Regions from separate parts of the Pan troglodytes genome. Here region 1 is linked to region 2. Evidence: chromatin contacts called from public capture Hi-C data. All regions are on one chromosome and are shown on one strand. The core of a region is the stretch at or near the end of the contact, and the rest is flanking DNA. Distances in the headings are between cores, read along the strand shown. Region 1 overlaps GRIN2B (glutamate ionotropic receptor NMDA type subunit 2B). Region 2 has its middle 82 kb from the start of EMP1.

Region 1 (7,662 bases), core at 2,423-4,922, 670 kb after region 2:
GCTGAAGTCTGTGAGACATGGGAACATAAACAACTAGTTCTTCACCTGATTGATTTCAGAGTCAATAGAGTCTGATGCAGTCATACTTGGAAGTAAACCATCTATTACTACATTTAATTCCAAGGAATGACTACAGATGCCAAACAGGGCAGCCTAGGATGCCAAGCCACTGCTCATATTATAACAACAGTGCATATTATAACAATGCAAGAAAATGGAAGAACAAGCCTCATTTGGGAACAGAAGTAGCAGCTCTGTGGGAAATTCCAGAGTATGATGTTAGACCACCCCATGGAGAGATAATGAGTGAAAATATTGATGGGTCAAAAGAGGAAACAAGGACAGTCCAGTGTTGAAGTTAGTATAAATATGTAAATTCTGTGTATGGAGGGGGTAAATAATGTCTTCAAACTTGTTTGCTCAGTTACCCACTAAAAGGATTCTTAAAAATTTGTTTTAAGCTGATACCTAATTTCATTCATCATAATCTAAATAGTTACAAAGTATATAATTTCTGGCATATAATAAATACTAACATTTTAAAATAAAATTACTTCACCACTCTTCCAAATTATTCCATGGAATATAAAGACCATAGTAACTTTATATCCACCACCATCCATTTTTAAAACGTAACATTAACCCTTTTTTTAAGTTATACATTTGATATCATTCCTTCTTTTCCCTGACATTGAATTCCTCTTCCATCTCCGCCACAAAATCTTATTGTAATGTAATATATAGGTTACATTATATACATGATGCTTGAAAGTATTTTACTGGTCACTATTCTACTTCTTTGCAACCAAAATATATATATATAAAAGTTGAAGTTTATAATTATTTTTTATTTCCTGTAATCATAGGTGTTTAAGTGTTGTTTTCTGGATTGAGATAGTGTTACAATAATTATTTGTAAACATTTGGTGAGAATAAAATAACCACATTAATTTTGACAGACAAGTATTAAACATAAATGGTAAAATCTTATTACATTTTATGATATGTGTATTTTACCACAGTTTAAAATATGTGTATTTTACCACAGTTTAAAATATATAAAAATGTATTATTAGGACTGTTATCTTTTAATAAGCTGGAGACAGAGATAGTCTATGGTTCTTGATGAAAGGATGCTTCTCCTAACACAAATATTTCCAATTATCCCTTATGTGACCCTTAGAAGTGTTTTCACCTTTGAGCGATGCGTATAGTAAAATTTGGGTAAGTGAGAGGTGTGATTTTCTTTGGTAAGGAGAGAAAAGAGCAACCATGAAAGGGGAGGTGACACTTTCTCTAGCAGATGGATTTTAGGAAAGACTACAGTAGGAAACTGAAAATCTGAACATTAAGTCCCTTAAAATGATCCATGCCTTCATACTGCTTTGAAAGTCTTCATGTACTCACAAAAGTATCTGTTCTCCAGTTTGTTGCTGTGTTGCAGAACTTCTGAAACACTGTAGACCTGTTGCTTTTCCCACTGACTGTGGTCTGGTCAGTGTAGCGAATAAACCATGAAGTTGCACGTATGTATCCCCTCACTGTCTACAACACCATTGATAGGAAAAAACTGAGGCTCGCCATGTGAATTGTCCTTGGATTATAGCAATGTAGGCTGCATGTTGCTTTCTTCTCCTCATTATCTTCCCATAGGGATGAGTCAGCAGCTTGGTCCAGCAAGCAGCAAAACCCATGAACCAGCCTTTGCCAGGGCAGTTGTAACATAGCTCAGACAGTCACGCTTCACCTCACTGGAGAAATGTGGCCCATAAAGGGAAAAAAAGACAATCACAAGCCCATACACGTGGTTTTCCCATACATCCAGTAGCAATCCTATCCACATCCTGCAACAGAATGTTTCAACATCCCCATGGGTGTTCTACATCGTATATATTCTTAGATTTTCAATAATCTGTTCCATCCTCTCCTTTTCAACTTGAAACCCTAGCATCAAAAGTGGCTGTTGATCTGATAGGACCCCACCTTTGGCTGTGGCTCATTTTCCAGCTGCAGCCCAAATCTTCCAGTGATGACAGGAAGCTATCACCATGGCAACCATCACTGACACACAGTGCAAAGCTGAGGATGAAGCATGAGTTGTTCTCCAACTCACTTCCATAACGTTAAACCACACTGTAGGCTTTAACCTACTACCCTCTGGGTTTACTGTCCTGTCCCAGAACCAGAGAAGCAGCCCAGTTTTAAACTGAAATTGTTCTTTCACTCTCCTCAGGACCTCTCCATAAGAAAACAATGGCAAAGGTGACCATATGGCCACCTAGGCCCTGAAAGTATGGTATTTACTCACTCAAAACCCAACAATGTTGCAGTTAATTGTAGAAGTGCCATTGGGGAAGGATAAGATGGTATCTAAAAGTAGCACATGCATAAATATGATACAAAATGTCAACTTGTCGTCTAATAGCTACAAGAAAGAAGGTTCTGGGGCAAATATAACCACATTGCCTCATAGAAAAAGCCTAAAGAAAGTCTCTGCCCGGGGGGATCCTTGGGGTAAATGCTTTCTTTTCATAAGGATCAATCCAACCCTGCCCCATATGTTTAAATGCTAAATTCAAAAATGGGCTGCGATGAAAGAACAACAAACCTTTGTTAGCCCTCTGGGGGGACTAAAGATGCTGAGATGTGTTCCTTGCTGAAAGAGCACTGTAAATAGCAAGGAAGTCCTATTTTTCTTTGCTAGAGATAAAGCACAGTCTCACAGATTTGGGTCTTAGATTTTTTTATATATATCCTCTCAAATTCATTTTTGCCAGAGTCATCCGGTTCTGCTCTGATGCCAAAGATTTCAACACAGTTGGTGGTGGCAGAGCCAACACTGGTGACTTAACAAAGACTATTCACTCAAAAGCCACATTTCTGAAGAGACCTGGATTCTGCAAGGAGCAACTGTACCTCTAATTACAAAATTTCTGAAATTCCCCTAAATGTAGGTTACATTAATCTCATCAGCATGCCAAGGATGGTGTGTCTTGATTTACTTTTGAGTAAAGACTCAAAAGTTGTGGTGCTGCGACACCCAGAATGTAAGGAAGGTAACTGGTGACTAATGGGAATTCCATGGACAGATGGGCCATTTAGAGTCACCGGTATTTTGGTCCCTCTAAACTGATGGGCAGCCACTCAGAAAACCCAGGAACCACAAACTCACCAGACTACTGCAGACCGCTTTTTCTCTGAAAGAACTAAGTTCTTGGGAAAGGAGGGAAAGCAGTCTTAAGAGGGTGTTCCCAGAGGTTCTACTACTTTCCCTGCATCTCAAGTCCTCAGCAGGGGTAGGCTATTAGTCCCTGCAGCAGGTGATAGCAGAATTATCTGTGTGGTTGCCGGACTTTGGAGGGACCATTGCTTCAACCCTAAGAGTGCCCAGAGATCCAAATCAGGGCTGAATCCACTGCCTGAAGAACCCATAGTTCCTGGACAGAAATGAGGGGAGAAGGGAGGTGCTGGTTTGTATTTCAGCCTGGATAGCAAGCAAACCTCAGCTAGGTAAAAGAGTTATTAGAGACATCTTAGAAGATTCTGGTTGCTACAGAGACGTCTCAAACCGAGTTTCCAATCTTTCCAACTCCTAGGCCCTCCCACATCCTCCAGACCCTCTGAGATCAAAGGCAGAAACTTTCCTCTCCCTCTTCCTGCCTCTTCTCTCCAGGGCTGCTACAGGTTTCCAGGACCCTTAATCTGAACACTCAACCAGAGGGACCACAGGGCCTCCTGGAATCCTTTAAGTGTGAAAGCTGCCGTGGCATTCGGCAATCAGCTCAAAGCCACCGACATAAGGTGCTTCAACTGTGTGGGACTCTATGGCCTCATGATCAATATAACATCTACACTGCCATTAGCCTCTACAGGAGGGTGTCAGGTATCATGTGGTGGACATAGCATTGTTAACAAACCATTTCATTTACATGCATGTTCTAGTATTACAGAGGAAGATCACAAACCACGATGCCAAGAAGTTGCATTCAATATAGTGTATATTGATGGGCCATGAGACAGAGATGGATACAGCCTAAAGGGAATCAGCAAAATACTCACTTTTAGATATGTACCAGGCTGTACTGTGTTTGCAGTACAGAAGCCTGCAAGAATCAAACCAATCAAATTTATGTTTATTATGAACTTTATGCACGTAAGCACTGTGATTCTCCAAAATATACTAAATTCATTAAGGAGGAACTCAAAACAGAGCAACAAAAAGTAGTAAACATTATAGAACAGGCACTTAAATTACCTTTGATCATGATGTCGATTACAGAACCTAAGAAGAAAAAATAAGAGACAACCAGAGGAAAAAGAAAAGTTACCACTTTAAGGGGAAGATATTGATCAATTTGCTATTTCTACTGAGGCTAAGGAATGGTTTTATACGCAGAGGGAAAATCATTGTATTAATCTATGGAAGAATAGCCAGTCAAAATAGGGGATCACACACTAGAAGTTACAAAAGAGGTTATAAAGTATTCTTCCTTGTTAGAAATCATTTAAACAGAGTAGATGAATCAACCCAAGAGTGTTTACTGAGACCCCAGCCCAGGCTCAGCCCCAAAGGACTGTAGCATTGGGGTTGTAAGTGGGAGCTCTGTAGTCAGATTTACATGCCTTCAAATCCCAGTTTGGTCACTTATGGGCTACACAACCTAAGGCAAGTTATTTCATCTCTTTAAGTTTATTCCTTATTTGGAAAATAAGGATGATAAGAGTACTTATCTCATTAAATTATTATGAGGATTAAGTGAGAACATACATGGAAAAGCATTTAGCTTGCTAGGATGTGCTGAATAAATTCTTGCTATTATTGTTTCTTATATTTGACTCCTTGCCTATCTAAAAATTACTGGCCTAGGGTTCTCATTTGCCAGATCACAATGAACAATGAAGAAATAAACAAAAGGAGTGCTGAGATGCCTCAGATTCCTGCACGACAGTAAATGCCCTTTGCTCTCTGAGCCTAATCTCATGCCTCTGACTCATGCTTTGGGCACAATTCCTTAAAAAGAGTTTCCACTTCAAGCTTATGGAGAAAAATAAGTTTTAGGTAAAATATTACTTTGGTAAAGCAGTTCAACCAAGGGCCAGAATTTTAATACCGCCAGAATCCCTATCAGAAATAAATTCAACACGGAATGACAGGCCTAGCCACCTACAACATAGAAAAAAGCTAAGTTTGACCAGGGAAGAGAAAAATGAAGGACAAAATCTCCAATCCAGAAGTGGTGCTTCTAGAGATAAAAATTTCTTACACCTCCCACTCCCTTGTGAACATTCCAAGAAGAGCAAGGCCAAGAGAGAGTAGTGATATGGCCTGCCAGATAAAATACAGGACACCCAATTGAATTTGAACTTCAATGACAAATATCAAATATTTTTAGTATAAGTATGCAAATATTACAATATTTGAAACATACTTCTACTAAAAAATTATTGTTTATTTGAAATTCAAATTTAATTGAGTGTTCTAATTCACTAAATCTGACAACCCTAGATATAGTACAGGGAACCTCCTGTATGCAGACTGACTGAGGCCAGAAATGAAATAGAAACACTGAAAAAACCCAGAGTGATCCCTGAGCAGTCTCTGCCTGGTAGACAAGCTAGAGAGCATTCATTCCAGGGAAGGATAGGAACCCTGCAGCCTGAATAAGAAAATCCAATGTAAAAACCATTTAGCCTAAATGTAAGGGTGAAGAAGTCCCCTTGGGCAAATTAGCTTGTCTTGTTAACAGGATATTCAAGTCAAATAATCCAGTCTGTTTGTAGAAAGCTTACTGCATCCAAAAGCCAAGCACATGCAATTCATGGTTGATAGAGCTGTATAATTGCACCCATTTGTCAAAACTCTAGGAAGACTTCATGGACACTTAGCGTCCATACCACAGGCTCCCACACACACTGTATTTGCTTCCATCACAGCACTCACCACACAAAATATGATTACCAATTTATCTGTCCATCTCTCTCTCTAGACTGTGAGCTTCTCAAGAGTGGAGACAAGGTCTAATTTATCTGTGAAACCACAGCCCTAATAGCAAATGGCCACCATACTATATAGCTGGTTAACCTGTGTGGCTTCTGTAAGGGAATTCACAGGAAGACGGGGATAAATAGACTTTATTGGTAATAAGTCAAGAAAGAGAAGAGGGGAGAAAAAGAAAGAAAAAGAAAGCTATCCTTACTAATTGCTTGCAATAGATTAATACATTTATCTGTACAGGTCTTATACCTAAGCACAATTGATATATCAAAAGTGGATCTGTGTATATATAGCAGTAAGAGAGAAAATTATTAAAGATTTTTGTTGGGTTTTTTTTTTTGTTGGGGGCGTGAAGAAAGAAGTCAACATGTATATGGTGATATAAAAATAAAAATGTATATAAGGACCTTAAGGATGTGTCTATAAGTGCATGTCAGGTGCCCACACGGAATATGTTAGAGCTTCCGTAAAGGAAGTGAGAGATATTAGAAAAAAGACTCAACCCAATTCTCTTTCTAAAAATACTCAGATCTCTGAAGCACTCGATTCTAGAATCAGCTCTCAATAACAGTCCCCGTTGTGTTAATGAAACTGTAACTCATCTTACCCACTCACCTTTATACAGTGTCCGCAGGAATCCACAAATTAGGATATAGTTAGCAACGGTCCTCCTGAATGGCATTACAGAAATGAAACTAAAATACTCTGAAAGCCTAATACTGCTTCAGGAAAATCTCCACCCTGTTTAGGAGCCCTGTGTTCTATCCCATGGAACCTCTCCTCCTATGTTTCCTCTCTCCTTCCTGCATTCCTCCGGTGAGAACCTCCCTATCTGTACTTCCCCTCTCTATCACTTGCCCCTGTCTTTCTTTTTCACAGATTGTTGAAAACTATTTAAAAGATCCTGAATATCAAAGTCTGTCTTCTTCTGGCCATGCATTTAAGGTATATAATAGCATGTGGTTTCCAATCCCCCAGGAGCTGGGCATGAAAATAAAATGTTAGAACTTCTATTTACATTTATTTTTATCTCACCCACTTTTAATTTCTGGTTTTTTTTTTTTTTTGCATGCTTTATAATGAACACAACATATTAGACAGTATACACATATAATTATGTACTAAATAAACACGCTGGTCATTGGCATTCCAGTTCTGTAGGGCTGCATAACAAACCACCCCAAAACTTGGTAGCATAAAATAACAACCAGTGTATTACGCTCACAAATTCTGAGGGTTAGGAGTTTGGATAGGGCACAGCTGTGATTGTTTGATTCATTTCCATGACTTTTGGAGCCTCAGTTGAGAAGACCCAAGCATCTGGGAAGTGACTCCAGGGATGCATGCTAGAATCATCTGAAACTTCTCAACTTACATGGCTGACACCTGGGCTCAGCCAGGACCACTGACCAGAGTACCTACACATGACCTGTCTGTGTGGCTTCTCACAGCATGGCAGCAGGGATGTCCAAAGGACAAATGAACCGAGGGAACCAGATAGACGCTGCATGGCCTTTTCTGACCTGGCCTCAGAAGTCACCTAGAGCCATGCTCTTCATACTCAATTAGTCAATGCAATTATGAAGCTGCCCAGATACAAGGGGAGGGGGCTGGACTCTCCACACCATGATGTGCAGTAATGACCAGGTCACATTGCAGAGGAGAAT
Region 2 (6,989 bases), core at 2,389-4,888:
CGCTGTAGGTCTTTTGCACATGCTGTGCCCTCTGACTAGAATGCTCTTCATACTTTCCTACTCAGAAAATGTCTGGTCAAACCCTTCTTGGTGTTGCCTTGCCTATGTCTGTGGGCACCTTGCATGTTACCATGAGCCCCTTAAGACCCTGATAATGGTAATAATAATGAAAGAGACAACATTGGCAACCAACGTTTATTGATTATGCTAATAAAGACTCATTATTTTATTATCTTCTGAAACAACTTTATTATAAAGCTACATTTAGGGATAAGGAAACTGAGCTTTCTAGAGGTTTAGTCATTTACCCAAGGTCACAGCTAAAAAATGGTGGCCTGGGGCTCAAACTTAAGCTTGTCTCATTCCAGAGCCCAAATGTCACTGTGCCTCTCACCACTTATCATGCTGCCTTGGCAACTGTCTGTGAGCAAGGCTTGCTTCTCGAGGACAGGAACCCTCAGCATATCCCCAGTGCCTAGAACAGTGCCTGGTATATGCTAAGTGTTCAGTGAGTGTTTGTTGACTAACTGAATAAACAAATAAATTTCAACAGAGCCCTCCCCTCCTCCAATAGTCCTTGAACCAAACCCAGGGACTTGGGTGGAGAGAAGTTCCTCTGTGCCCAGGAGCAGCAGCAGCAGATGGTGCTGCGGGGATATGCTCTCTCTTTACTCTTGCACCGAGCTGCTCTCTCTCCATCCCCTCTCCTTCTCCGAAGCAGCCCCATGTGCTAGGAAGATGGCCAAGTGAGGCCACTAGCCTTCCAGCAGGAAACACCTGGCTGGTCAAAGCCTTTTGCAGTGCTTTGTTTCCACAATTACCTTTTATTTGCCTCTCTCTCTTAGATTTCATGCAAAGCCAACTGGTATTTTTTTTAAACAGCTGAGAACACCAGATGGAAGGGTAGGGGGAGGTGGAGGCACAGTGAAAGGCAGGAAGGGGGCAAGCAGGGGCTGTGGATGAGAGGGACGTCCTGAAACATGTGAGGTCGGGAAAATGCCAGACAGGTCAGCAGAGGTAGGGAAGGAAAAAAGAGCTGAAAAGACCAGCAGCCACCATATGTGTGCATGCACATGCACGCCGCACTTTCAACATACCATTAAAATAGAGAAAGAAACGTTCTGGTTTCCGTAGCAACAAGGCCTATTGGTGCCTCAGCCAGAGAAACTTATTGGAAAGAAAGGCATTTGCCTGTTAAGGAGCCTGATGAATCGGGAGATAATTATACAGCATTCCACCACCACTAAAGACACACAAATACACTCCAGAAAATATTTTAAAGAGCAAAGATTGTCACAAATCCCACAAAGGCAGAGGGTGGGAGTGAGGCAGCAGGCGAGGAAAAAAGGCGACTGGAATGGTTCTAGGTGAACACCTAGGGAGGGGGCCCATGTGAGGCGGAGACTGGAACCAGCTCACAGGTCAGTTGTCAGTGGCAAACATGATATTTGATTCTAAGGGGCCAGCACACTGAGTCCTATCTTCTTTGTCCTTTTGGGAAGTGGGTGGGTGGATCTGTCATGTCTAAACAGTTAGATCCAGTATGAGAGGGTTTGCTGAGAGCAGTGGGATCAGCGCTGTTAGGGCACTGCTTCTGCGGCGGAATGAACTGTGTGAATGTCATAGGACATCTGCTCCCCCAGATGGGGTGGGACAGAAGAGGAGAATCTTCAACACTGAGTAGAGGATTGTAGAATCTTCCTTAGGGTAGAAGGAAAGGAGATACACAATTGTACTTCTCATAACGCAGGACACTGGGCTGGGCACATAACAATTGCTATATAAAATACATAGTGAGTGAATGAAAGATGGAATGGATACATGGATGGATAGATGATTATGTGAGTGAACTGATGAATAAATGGACAAAAAAATTGTGAATAACCAGGTCCCTGACTTCTCTCCTCTTGCTCATCCCTAGGAACTTAATTGCAAATCAGTTTTGTCCTCCAGAAGAAGGTCACTGAGTAGTCAGAGGTTCCGTGGTGAAGCCTTTAGATAAGAGTCATGCCCTGCAATAAGCCCCAAGATCTGGGGCTAAAGACAGCCCGGCATCTTCAAGAGCCTATTACCTTTGAAGATTCAGATGTGTTGCATATGTTCTCCTTCCTCCTCGTGGATGATACACCTTGTGATATGCCCTTCCAGTGTTCCACCCTGAAGTAGAGGGAAGAGCTTGCCCACTTCATCACAGCACCAGGACCACTTTCTGTAGCTCTTGGGGCTCAGGTGAGCCCTCAACTTCTGTCGGAGGGAGTTTTCCTATCCTCTGATCGCTGATAGTGCTCTGTGAGCCCCTCAGCTGGCCCTTTCTTTACACATTGGTGTCTAGAATCATGACTTCTTATTCAGTTTTTCCTGTGTGTATGTTGTGCCTCTCCCACTACACTAGTGGGAGAAGCCACTTGGAGAACCTCTTCATAGTTGGAGCCACTAGCAGGCCGCATATCGAAGCATTGCATATTTGCAATGCTGACACCAAGGAGAAGGACATTGATCTGTAGCCTTTAAGAATTGGCTGAAGGCATCAGACTCCACCCTCAGCTAAGATCAGCTCTGTGCCAAGAAACCCCTTGTACACTAAACACATACACCATACGCAACATTTTGTGGGTGCTGCCTGGTTGTCTTGCATGGCAGACACGGGCTAGAGGGCTGTGTGAACTGATGAGAAAGAAAGGGAAGGAGTCAGGGAAAGTCCCAGAGGACTCATCCCCTTGCTACTCATAGGCACTTGATCTATTAATGAACTGAGTCTGTCACAGTCACAACACAAAGGGGTCCTGCCAGGGAAGGGAACGCAGAACCACAATAGACGGCTTCTTTGTCCTGGAAGTAGAGATGAGGCAGGATTCTCTTTATCACCACAATCTTAGCAGTGCGTTTTGCTTATATTTTGTTTTTTGAATAAGGAAAAGAAGGTTCAGCGAGGTTGAGCAAATTGCTCAAGGTCACATAGTTAACGTATAGATACGTATTGAATTTACACTGTCCCTCTCCAATGTCCAGGCTGTCAACTCTGGTATTATATTGACAGTTTGGACTTAGGCTCACTGAAGGCACTGGAGGAAGCCAAAGTATGTTTTATTTCTTTGAATGAATGCCTCTTTGAAAACACAGCCTGGTTTGGGAGTATGAAAGAGAAAAAACAGGTCAGAGTTCTTTTGCTACTTAAAATGAAGATGAGGGAAACGGTTCAGAACAGAGAAAAACTTATAAGTCTTATTTTGTGTAAGCATCATATTAAACAGATTCCATTCCAACTATAAACAGATTTTCACATTTCCACCTTCCCCCTCCCATTACCCTGCATCAGCCCCCACCATCCCCGACAGATTGTTCCCTTCCTTCCTGTTTATATTATAAGAAAGCAAAATTGGCTTCCCCTTCATTCTCCACCTCCCACCCTGCACCATCTGGGGGTGCATAGCTCTTACCCCGTTTTTTGTTGTTTTTTTTTAATACTCCCTCGACTTCGTGTCCAGCGGCCCATTCGATTTTGAAGCTCCGCAGAGAGTGCCTCCAGCGGCCGCCAGGGGTCGCAGTCGAGCAGCTGGCGCCGCCTCTGTGCAGGGGAGCAGGGGCCGCTGGCCGGGAATCGCAAGCCGGTCTCCTGTACACATTAGCGTGCAGCATTAATCAGGCCGCAGCCTCTGCAGTGCTTTCCGAGGGGAGTCAGAGACTAGGGCTGGGAATGAGACCTGGCCTTTTCGGGCCACTAGAGCCGGGCCACCTCAACTCTCCCGCCCTAGGCTCAGAGCACACAGTGCTCAACGAAGTGCAGCGAGGCCAGCCGCTCGCCTGGCCCAGGGTCGAGCCTTGCCTCCCAGGATTCCTAAACACACGGGACCTGTGAGTCTGTGGACTGCAGTGCCTGCCAGGCCTGAATTCATCAGGAGTGGCGGGAGGTGGCGTAGAGGGGCAGCTCTTGATGTAGATCGGGAGGACACCTCCTCTCCCTCCCCTGCCCTCTTACTGACCCCAGCCCCTCGACAACACAGGCCCCTAGAAGCCAAGTGGCAGCTCTGTCCCTGCACACGCGTGGGCACTCCCCAGACCCCTGCCAGTTCTCAGGTCACCCTCAGACAGATTTGGCCAAACCTCCCATGGTCTTCTCATGTGCCTGGAAAGCCAGGCCTCTGCCAGAAGCTTATCAGATGGGAGGCAGAGCAGGGGAGGGCCAGCACGTGCTTCCTCTAGCATGAATTTTTCAACATTACATTTTCATCTCTCTGCCCTATTTCTCTCAATTCTCATCTCTGAAAAGAGCAGCGCAATTCCCTCCCACTGCTCTTTTTAGAGACGGATCTGCTTCTTCAGATTTGATGCAATTACTGGGCAACTAAGATGGAGGCACTAGGGGAAGAAAGGGGGAGTGGGAACAGAGGGGAGGGGAAAGGGCTTGTCAGCCCTGAGACCCGTAGGCGCGCCCGGGAGAAGCTGTGGCTCCGAGACGCTTGCCACTCCTGGGCAACACTGTTGAGCACTTTTACTCAAACCATTGAGGTGAAACACCAGGGGCCCACGATGCGCCTCCACTTTTCCTTCCTCTTTCTCCATATGCCTCTCCCTTTCATCCCTTCTTCCCTTCCTTCCTTTCTTCTTTCCTTAGAGACAGACACAAGCACACATATAGACATTCCTATGCATGTGCTTATAATACAAGTCATGCTTGGATCTTTTATAATAAGTTCTAAAGGGATAAGATACTATGGGGGGGAGAGAGATCTGATCAGTTTCGTGAAATAAGTGGGATTTGAGTTGGATCTTGAAGAATGGGTAGGACTTCTGCAAGAAGGAGGAAGGCAGGCCAGTGAGAGAGAAAAGCTTGAACAAAGACATAAAAGTGACAGATGCCACAGCAGTTGGAGAGAGCCATGAGTAGGCTGCAGTGGCTCCATAGAAGGTAGAGGAGAAGAGGATGTTTTGGGCACAAGCCTGCAAAAGTTAGACCAGAAAATGGAGAACCCTAAAGCCCAAATGAGGAGTTAGTGCATTGGTCTTTGGACTGCAAAGCCCATCAAAGGTTTTCATGGCACAACAAATCTGTGGTTGTATTAGTTCATTCTCACACTGCTGTAAAGACATATCTGGGACTGTATAATTTATAATGAAAAGAAGTTTAATTGGCTCACTGTTCTGCAGGTTGTACAGGCTTCTGCTTCTGGGGAGACCTCAGGAAGCTTATGATCATGGCAGAAGGCAAAGGGAAAGCAGGCATATCTTCATATGGCTGGCAGGAAACAGAGAGCGGGGTGGGGAGCTGGGGGAGAGGTGCTATACACCATTAAACAAGCAGAACTTGGGAGAAGTCTATCACAAGAACAACAAGAGAGAAGTCCTCCTCCATGATCCAACCACCTCCCACAAGCCCTCTCCTCCAACACTGAGGATTAATTACAAGATTTGGGTGGGGACACAGATGCAAATCATATCAATGGTTTAGGGATATTTCTTCAAAGGATGGGTAGATAAGGGATTGAGGTGCTGGGGGTTGGCAGCTGGGCATGGAAGGTTTGGGGGGCTGTTGTGGTAGTACAGATGGAGACAGTCAGGGCCTGACTTTGGGCTGCCGCACTGGAGCAGAGAGTGTGAGACACCATGAGGAGAGGCTTTACACTTGCTCCTCAACACCCTCTTCCCACCTCTGCCCCTCCATCACTCCCCATCACAGTTGATGATCTCCTATCACTCTTCACTGAGAAATGGGAATGATTGGAGGAGAACTCCCTTTTCTCCCAACCACCTGGTCTACACATGAACCTGTGTGTACCCAGTGTACCCATTTTCTCTTTTCCTCCTCTTAGTATGGAAAAAAATTCCCTTCCTTCCTGTTTATATTATAAGAAAGCAAAACTGGCTTTCCTCCACTCTGCCTTTCTCAAGGACTTTTCTTCCTCATTACTCCTTTTTTCTCCTGCATCATCAGTCCCTCCCTCTTTAATGTTCGTTCTCACCAACACATAAATATGCTCTATCATTCTGCAGCTTCACAAAAGTCTCCAATGCTACATCCCTCTCTACCTAGAGCCTCATCTGTAATAAAACTTTTCCAAAGTCTGCACACACTGATTCTATCTCTTCACCTACAAACTACTCTTAAGTTTGCTCCGATCTGGCTCATTACATTACTTTACCAAAATTACCCTTCAATCTCTAACATTCTAAATCCAGCAGGTAGTTTTCTGGCCTTATATTGGTTCTTTCAATCATATTTGGAATACTTGACCCCACTGTCCTCTGTGAAACACTCTTTTTCTTAGTTTCATGACATCACAGTAGCTTGTATTTTTTCTGTATCAGTGGCCTCTGCTTCTCATACAGTTCTAGTGGCTTCTGCTTTTGGAGAAGATGAACAAATACTGAAGTGCCCCAGGACCTTGTCCCGGGCTCCCTTTTCTTCCTTTCTCTTCCTGTCTCATCTACTCTCTTCTCTTCATCGGTGTACTCCCATGGCATAAATACCATCTCTCCAGTGATGCCTCCAAATAGATCCCCATCTCAGAGCCCTCACCATGGAGGCCCAGGCTCTTACATCCAACTGTCAAATTGACATCTCCACCAGCGTGTCTCATTGGAATCTTAAATTTAGCATATCTAAAACAAAACTCTTAATTCTCTTCTGTACCCAACTGCCAGCTGGTTCTGTTCCTCTCTCTATGTCCCCAATTCAAGAAATGGCATTATCATCCACCTAGTTGCTTACACTAGAACTCTTGAGTCATCCTTGATTCCTCCCTTTTCCTCATCTCTATATCCCATCCATCAGCAAGTTCTATCAAGTTTACTTCCAATATAGGTCTCAAATTGGCCCATTTCTCACCATGATCACTGCCATCCTGTAGTTTAAGCTGCCACGATCTCTTACCTGGCCTGGTGCAAAAGCTTTGAACTTGTCTCTCTGCTCTGCCTCTTGCCCCTTCCTCCCCATAATTCATTCTTCATGCATCAGTGAAAATGAACTTACAAAAGCATAAATCAGGTCAGAT

What was found. Capture Hi-C pulls out chosen DNA fragments and counts their contacts.
Region 1: a contact with region 2 is called in a capture Hi-C map of stem cell-derived neural stem cells, with 3 times the contacts expected there. The contact joins two enhancer-like sites. A contact is called at or near these places in 1 of 7 Hi-C or Micro-C datasets (stem cell-derived neural progenitor cells) and 1 of 1 other capture datasets (stem cell-derived neural stem cells).

What each region holds. Positions count from the first base shown.
Region 1 is chr10:21,089,714-21,097,375 of NHGRI_mPanTro3-v2.0_pri, forward strand. All of the region lies in intron 3 of GRIN2B (glutamate ionotropic receptor NMDA type subunit 2B), which reads right to left. Among named protein-coding and RNA genes, the nearest start is that of GRIN2B, 33 kb to the right of the region's middle. Within about 2 kb of position 3,673, at least 2 of the 24 cell types and tissues checked have an H3K27ac peak or open chromatin away from gene starts, as enhancers often do. A contact at or near this core is called in stem cell-derived neural stem cells, where this site is marked.
Region 2 is chr10:20,423,008-20,429,996 of NHGRI_mPanTro3-v2.0_pri, forward strand. No RefSeq gene overlaps it. Among named protein-coding and RNA genes, the nearest start is that of EMP1, 82 kb to the left of the region's middle. Within about 2 kb of position 3,639, at least 7 of the 24 cell types and tissues checked have an H3K27ac peak or open chromatin away from gene starts, as enhancers often do. A contact at or near this core is called in stem cell-derived neural stem cells, where this site is marked.